2 separate regions of the Arachis hypogaea genome follow, and region 2 is linked to region 1. Evidence: chromatin contacts called from public Hi-C data. All regions are on one chromosome and are shown on one strand. The core of a region is the stretch at or near the end of the contact, and the rest is flanking DNA. Distances in the headings are between cores, read along the strand shown.

What was found. A called contact is a pair of places that touch in the nucleus more often than the background predicts.
Region 2: a contact with region 1 is called in a Hi-C map of leaf, with 2.1 times the contacts expected there. The contact joins the promoter of LOC112710794 here to the promoter of LOC112710791 in region 1. A contact is called at or near these places in 2 of 8 Hi-C or Micro-C datasets (leaf and an unstated tissue).

Annotation. Positions count from the first base shown.
Region 1 is chr9:29,875,377-29,878,774 of arahy.Tifrunner.gnm2.J5K5, reverse strand. It overlaps LOC112710791 (epoxide hydrolase 3), which reads right to left and starts at 1,666. Exons shown (of 4, transcript XM_025763194.3): 1 at 791-1,666. The coding sequence starts at 1,264.
Region 2 is chr9:30,341,954-30,345,482 of arahy.Tifrunner.gnm2.J5K5, reverse strand. LOC112710794 reads left to right here and starts at 1,970. Exons shown (of 5, transcript XM_025763198.3): 1 at 1,970-2,629. The coding sequence starts at 2,603.

The sequences.
Region 1 (3,398 bases), core at 417-2,916:
GGCAAAATAAATATATAAATCATAAAAAAATCTGGATGTTCCATAATTTACGTTGGTGGGGTAGTTTGATTTACTTTTTAGTAGAGACTTCAATCCATTCACGTCTAGTTAATTGTTATACGGTTTAATTATTTTATTGAATTTTATATAATTTTATTAAATTTTTAATTAAATTTTTATATTTATTTTTTAATTTTTTAATTAGATTTTTATAATATAAAAAATATTACAATTTATTGTATATTTTTTTATAAATTAAAAATATTTGTAATTAAAAATTTATTCACATAATTTTTTTAAAAAAATATTTAGTTAATTTTAATATTTTTAATATAAAAAATTTAATTATAAAATTAAAAATAATAATAAATTAATTTAAAAAAATATATAATTTAATAAAATTATAAAAAATAATAAAATAATTAAACCTTCTTATAATAATCTAACGAGGCCCCTTACTATTCCTATTATCTTCTTTACTTTTTTTTTTGGTTAAGTTCTCTTAATAATTATCAAATATTTAAGTGAACATGTGCTCTACATTTTCTTTAAACAAATAACCGACGAATAAAATAAAAATAAAAAAATTAAAGGATCTGAGTCGTACTTGTTATTGTAGAGAGAAGTAAAAATTAAAAAAAAATAATTGTAGGTTAAAAAAATTGATTTCTAGATGTTTTCCAAATATATATAGTTAGAAAGAATATTAAAAATATCAGTGATAAACAATGCAATTTACTCTTCTACTTTAGATTTAAAATTAATAAAATCATCTCCTCATGTAGATTACCTGGAACCTGCATATGTAAAAATCATCTCCACATGCGGCTCGGAAAGCGTCAACCGTCTTTATTTTTGGGTCTCTTCCAAGAAACGGTCGGAAAGGGACACTGAGGCAAACATAAGCCTTAACTCTGTCTGGTCGGAACAAGCAGAGGTACCAACCGATGATGGCCCCCCAATCATGTCCGACCACAAACACTTTCTCTACGCCAAGAGAATCAATCAGAGCTACCACATCACCCACCAGGTGGAAGCACGTGTAGCTCGTCACCGACCCCGGTGCTTCCGTGTCGCCATAGCCCCGCAGGTCTGGGGCTATGGTGCGGTAGCCCAGGGAGCTGAGGCCCAGTATCTGGTGGCGCCACGAGTACCACAGCTCCGGGAAGCCGTGCAGGAAAAGAACCACCGGGCCTTCTCCTTTCTCCGCCACGTGCATCTTTATGCCGTTGACTTCCACCGTTCTGCGCTTTATGGTATCCATAGCTGTGTTTTGTTTCTTTCTCTTTTTCTGTGTGTGTTTGGTATTTACTTTTGACGAACTTCTGCGTTGGTTTAATTTGTCATAAGTACGTACAGAAACCAATGAGATCTAAAATAGACTCGTGAGTCGTGACAGCAAATTTGTTCGATGTTAGTATGTTTTCGGTATGGAAAAGTATAATTGAACAATCAAAATATTAAACAATATAAATAATAGATATATTAGATGTTTATTTTATTAGTGTATGGATGGTTATTTTAATATTAAAATTTAGAAAGTTAATTTAAAAGTATAATATATTTTATTTGATTGGTGGTTGTTCATATTATTCAACAAAATTATTATCTCCGTAGTGTTCTCCTACCGGTATCTTCCACGCCAAATATACAAGAAAAAAAAGAAATAAAAGTAAGGCAATGTTAAGGTGAGGAAAGTAAATTTTTTTCACACTTGCTCAAATGTGTTGGAAGAAGGAGAAAGAAATAAAGGGTATTTACAAATTTGATTAATTAATATTATTAATATTATTATTAATATTATTAATATTAATAAATGGTTATTAATTATTTTGTACCATTTGGTTGAAGGGATATAATTTTTTAAGAATTGTGTATGTTCAAAATATTGTGTCTATTGGCTAAAGGGACACAACTCTTTAAGAGTTGTATATGTTCAAAACATTGTATCTATTGGCAATAGAAATGACACAACCATTTGTATACGTAACTAATCATAATTGCTACGTGCAATATGTATAAATAAGTCATTGTCCATTATTTCAGATATGAAGTACTAAGCGTACAATTTACACTACTATTAAGAGATTTTCTTTGTTCAAGAGAGTTGAGAATTTCTTACTATTGCTAATTAAGAAATTTTTAGGTTTCATTGTATCCTGGGAGAGTATTGTCATCAACCCTATAGCAACTAAGTGTGGGAACAAATATCTCTCTAAAAAAAGCAATCTAATCGTGCCTTGAAACCACTACATAAATATAAGATTTTTTCATCTTACCATCTTCATATACCCAACAGGAAACACGTGGAATATTGGTTTTCTTTTATTTGATAGGTACTATGACATTTGTTGAGTGATATAAAATATAGATAAGACTGTAGTTTATTAATTGAAGTTAGTTTTATATATAATAATAATTTTTGAGCTTATTTTTTAAATAAAAAATAATGTTAATTTCAAAATTTTATGAAATTTATCATGATAATAAATAGAACAATAAAAATAATAAATAAAAAATATAAGAATTGTTTATTTAAGAAAAACATGAACTTAAGAATTGCTATTATATTCAATTTTATTAAAACTGGAAACTTTCTTACCTTTTTATTATTATTAAAACAAAAATTATAATATTAAAATATCGTAATATTATATTCAATTTTATTAAAACTGGAAACTTTTTTACTTTCTCACTTTTAAATAAATATTTTTTTATTTTTTATTTATATTTTTAGAAAATAAGAAAAATAAACAACATTATTTTAAATTTTTTTAAATATAAATTAAAATTTACTTTTACAAAAAGCAAAAAATATGAAATGACATGAACATTTAAATTATAGAAATATAGTATGTCCTAACCTAATTATGAGTGTTTAAGAATGAAATTTATAAGATTTATATTATATATGATCTTCAGTTGTTAATCCAACTAATAATCAAATTAAGTGAGAGAAATATAAATAAAATAACTCAAAACATTAAATATTAAATTTTTATTTTTTAAAAAATTAATCTTTCTATATAATTATATACGTAATCTTTTAAATCAACATATATTTTAATCATATTGTATAATTTTATATTATGAATAATATTTTTACAAAAATAAACATTTAAGATGTTTTTAATGTTAATATAAAATAATCTATCATCTGTCAATTAATACAAATAAAATTTAATTATTTTGTCAAGTAATATAAAATAATTTTTGTAATTAAAAATAATATTTTAATTTTATAAAAACTTTACTGCATAATAATTCATTTTAATAAATAAAAATATATTATTGTATACATTTATATGCTTTATATTTATTTATCTAAAAACAAAAAGGTTATACATTTATATGCTTTATATGCTTTATAATATTTATTTACTTAAAGTATTATATAT
Region 2 (3,529 bases), core at 721-3,220, 470 kb before region 1:
ATCGACATCGTCTGCATCGTAGTCATCGCCCAAAGTAGAATTCATGGATTCCATGATGCTATTGGTTCTGATTTGAATTGTGAAATGGATGAATCTTTGCCACATGACTATGGTTCTGATTTCATACATGAACACTCTGGAGTCACCATGCATGAAATTCCTCTCTTAAATAACCTCTCTTACTTGGACAAAAGAAGCAATTCTAATCAGGTACTTAGGGACTCTCACAAAAACTATGCGCGTCATACTTTTGGTTCAGAACAAGGGTCCTTAACAAGGACTTTTTGGTTATGGCTAGAGGAGAGATTAAGATCCTTGGATCCAAATCTAGCACAAGTCAATTTTTCCAACCATCATCACATCAATGTCAAGGATCATTTGCATCTATTAGGTCCAAAGCGTTAGAAATAACTGAGAATAATGGTAATAACCCTGCTCATCAAGTACCTTGTGGGGAAATGGCTCAGATTTTTTCCTCTACTTCAAGTGGTTTTTCTGGGTTAAAGTTAGATAAGCAAGATTAGGTTATGTGCAGCAATAGTTCCATTATAATGAACTTCTCCCATTTTCCTAGACCTACTACTATTGTGAAAGCTAATCTTCAAAACATTGGGTTGTCTTCATCAACATTGGGTTGTCTTCTCCTATTTTTTCTCCTCGACATTACTACTTCATCCCGTTGCATCATTTCCGATTCGATATTCCTTCATGTCTCCATTGCTCCAGCTATTCTCCTAATGCAGATTTATCTCCGAATTCATGGATTCCATGATGCTACTCCTATTTGTTTTCAGTAATGAAATGAAAAATGCTCGAGGTTAGAGCTTCCAAAACCGATACTGCTATAACGTCTCTTCACTCCTTGCACAGATGAAAAGCAAGTTCTTTTCTAGAACTTTGGGTTAAAATCACCTTATTAGAAAATTAATTTTCTTTTTGTTTTATCCTGGAGCTTCCCTCTCAATGATTTCCTAGTAACATTATCTTTAACTTTCATAAGAAACACCAGATGATGAGAGATGCACTAAAGCCCATGTTGTGGTAGAGTTTTGAGGAAGCTTTTGAGTTGCTTCAATGGCCTGAGAAGAGGATTCAATATAGCTATAGTTTGAATTACTTGTTCTAAGAGCAGCGATGGAAGTGAGAGGAAGAGGGGAGATGGAAGTGAGAGGAAGAGGGACGAGAGTACCAAGGTAACCAATCATCGAATTTGGGATTAGGGTTTATGGATTTATGGACTAATTTGAATTGGTCTAATAAATTTATCTTATCAGCAACAAGAGGGTACACTAAGCGAGTGCCACGCTGACAGTTAACAAGCGATGTCAGCGAGCGTTAGCCACTTCAGCGCAGGAGATGCCGGAAGGACTAACGCGACCAGGTTGGTTATTTTCCGGGGACAAATTTGATTAATTTTATTTTTCAGGAATGAAAATGAAAATCAAGGTCTTTCAAGGGCGATTTTGACTATTAACTCCTATTTATTTTAGATGGGTATAAATAGGCCTTTTCTATTAACATTTTCGGTTTTTCAGTGACTACTATATTAATGGATATGCTCAAGGGGAAAAATTAAGAATCTGGCTCAAATTAGAGGTTTTTTTTAATTAACTTATTTTTCTTTTAATGGTTGAAACTAAGGGCTTATTTAGGTAAGTTTCTAAAAATTTTTTTTTTCGAGTTATCTTTTTTTAAAAGATCTTATGAAAAAGTAAAAATAATTTTATGTTTGAGTATCTCATGTAAAAAGATCTTTTTATTTATTAATTATGTTTGGGTATAATGATATAAAAGTATTTTTTTGTTTATTTATTACATAAAAAATATCTTTTTTTAAAGAAAAAAATCTTTTAAAAAAAGATATAAATTACTCATTCTAAAAAAGGATTTTTTTTTATTTTTCTAATACTTTTACTTTTATTATTAAAAATGTGCTACGTTAAATAATAAAAAAAATTTTAATAATAACGCCCAAATAAACATTAATTTGTCTCTGTTTTCGATTTTGGCCCAAGATCTTCTCTCCCCCAGCCCGTTTCTCCCTTTCTTTCATTCAGAAACACATTGCAAGCCCGTGCAAAAAAAAAAAAAAAAGAAACCCATTGCAAGCAGTTGCAAATCGCCTAGCCATCATCACCACCGCCGCAAGCAGTTGCAAATCGCCGCCGTCCGTCGCATTCAAAGTCGCCGTCCGTCCGTCCATCTAGCTTCCCTCGTGCTCCAAGTCTCTAACCCCTGTTCACTTTCACCGAAAGCAGCTTCCTCCTCGAGGTCAGCTCGGCGTCCGTCGTCTTCTTAGCGCAAAGTCCGCCGCCCACGCCATTGAATCCCTTTTTCTTCGCGGATTGAAGTTCTTTCCCCTTGCTTCTCGTTCGATCTGGCAGAAGGCCCACTTTCCACCCCCAATCCGTTCTGCTAACTGCAGAGCACTAGTGGAGGAACTCTGCCGTCGCTGCGCCGAAGAGGAGGACCTTGAACTTCCGCCGTGTTGTCGCCATCGTCTGTCGCCGTCCGTCAACCAGTTCAACCAGAATATCTCAGTTTTGGAAACCTTCTGATCTTGGTGGTTCAAATACGATTCCCCATAGTTCTCGATATCTGAATGATTTTGAGGAGCTACTGCCTCTTGGTAAAGGAGTTTCATGAGTTTCTTTCTGCTTTTTATATTTATATATATGATATATGATTCTGTAATTCTATTATGTCTTTCTTTGAGGTGTATACCATGACGATATTGAAGTACTATAATTTCATTTTTAGTTGATGATTTTGATTTCTTCTCCTTTGTGTTATTGATATTTTGGTACTTGGAAAATATTGGAAGCATTCCTAATTTTATCTTTTTTGCTATATAGAATTTGTATTGGATGTGATCTTTCAACTCTGTTACATTTTGATGTCATCAATTTTTTTAACAGAATAGGTATTAGGCAGGTCGTTTTTGTCACTAATTCTCATTTGCTGTTTGTTTGCTAATCATTCATCCCTTGTGCTAAATTCCTCGTAGCAAACCCATGGAATTGAATCTCACCATGAACTTCCATTTAGCTAGTGATATAGAAGAGAAACCTCAGGTCAATCTTTGCTCTGCCTATTGATAAGCCCACCTCTGGAGGTTTACTAGTAATATGGATTTGTGCTCCTTTATGTGAGGAATGGCAAGCACCTGATTATTTTGTTTGTTTTAGAAATTATGCTTTCAAATATGTTAGATGGAACCTTCATCCAACGTTGCGTGACCTTCTTGCTTTGAAGACACTAGGAAATTGTTGAAAGCCAGATTCTATATTTCTTCATTACCCGCTGAATTCCTGTTTGTTGTTCTTTCCTTTTCTTTGGGTGATTTGAAATTTGGGTTGCAACTTTCTTAGTAGTGTGTAAGTAGCACCTTTTTTTTTTCTTAGTAATGATTTGAAAATGTATAGAAAAACTAATTGCAGGTGGTGCAGTGATTAAATTGGATGACCAGTGTAAAGAGCTCCTAATTCTTGTTTCATTTGGATGTTATAGCTATTGTCTTAGGTATTTC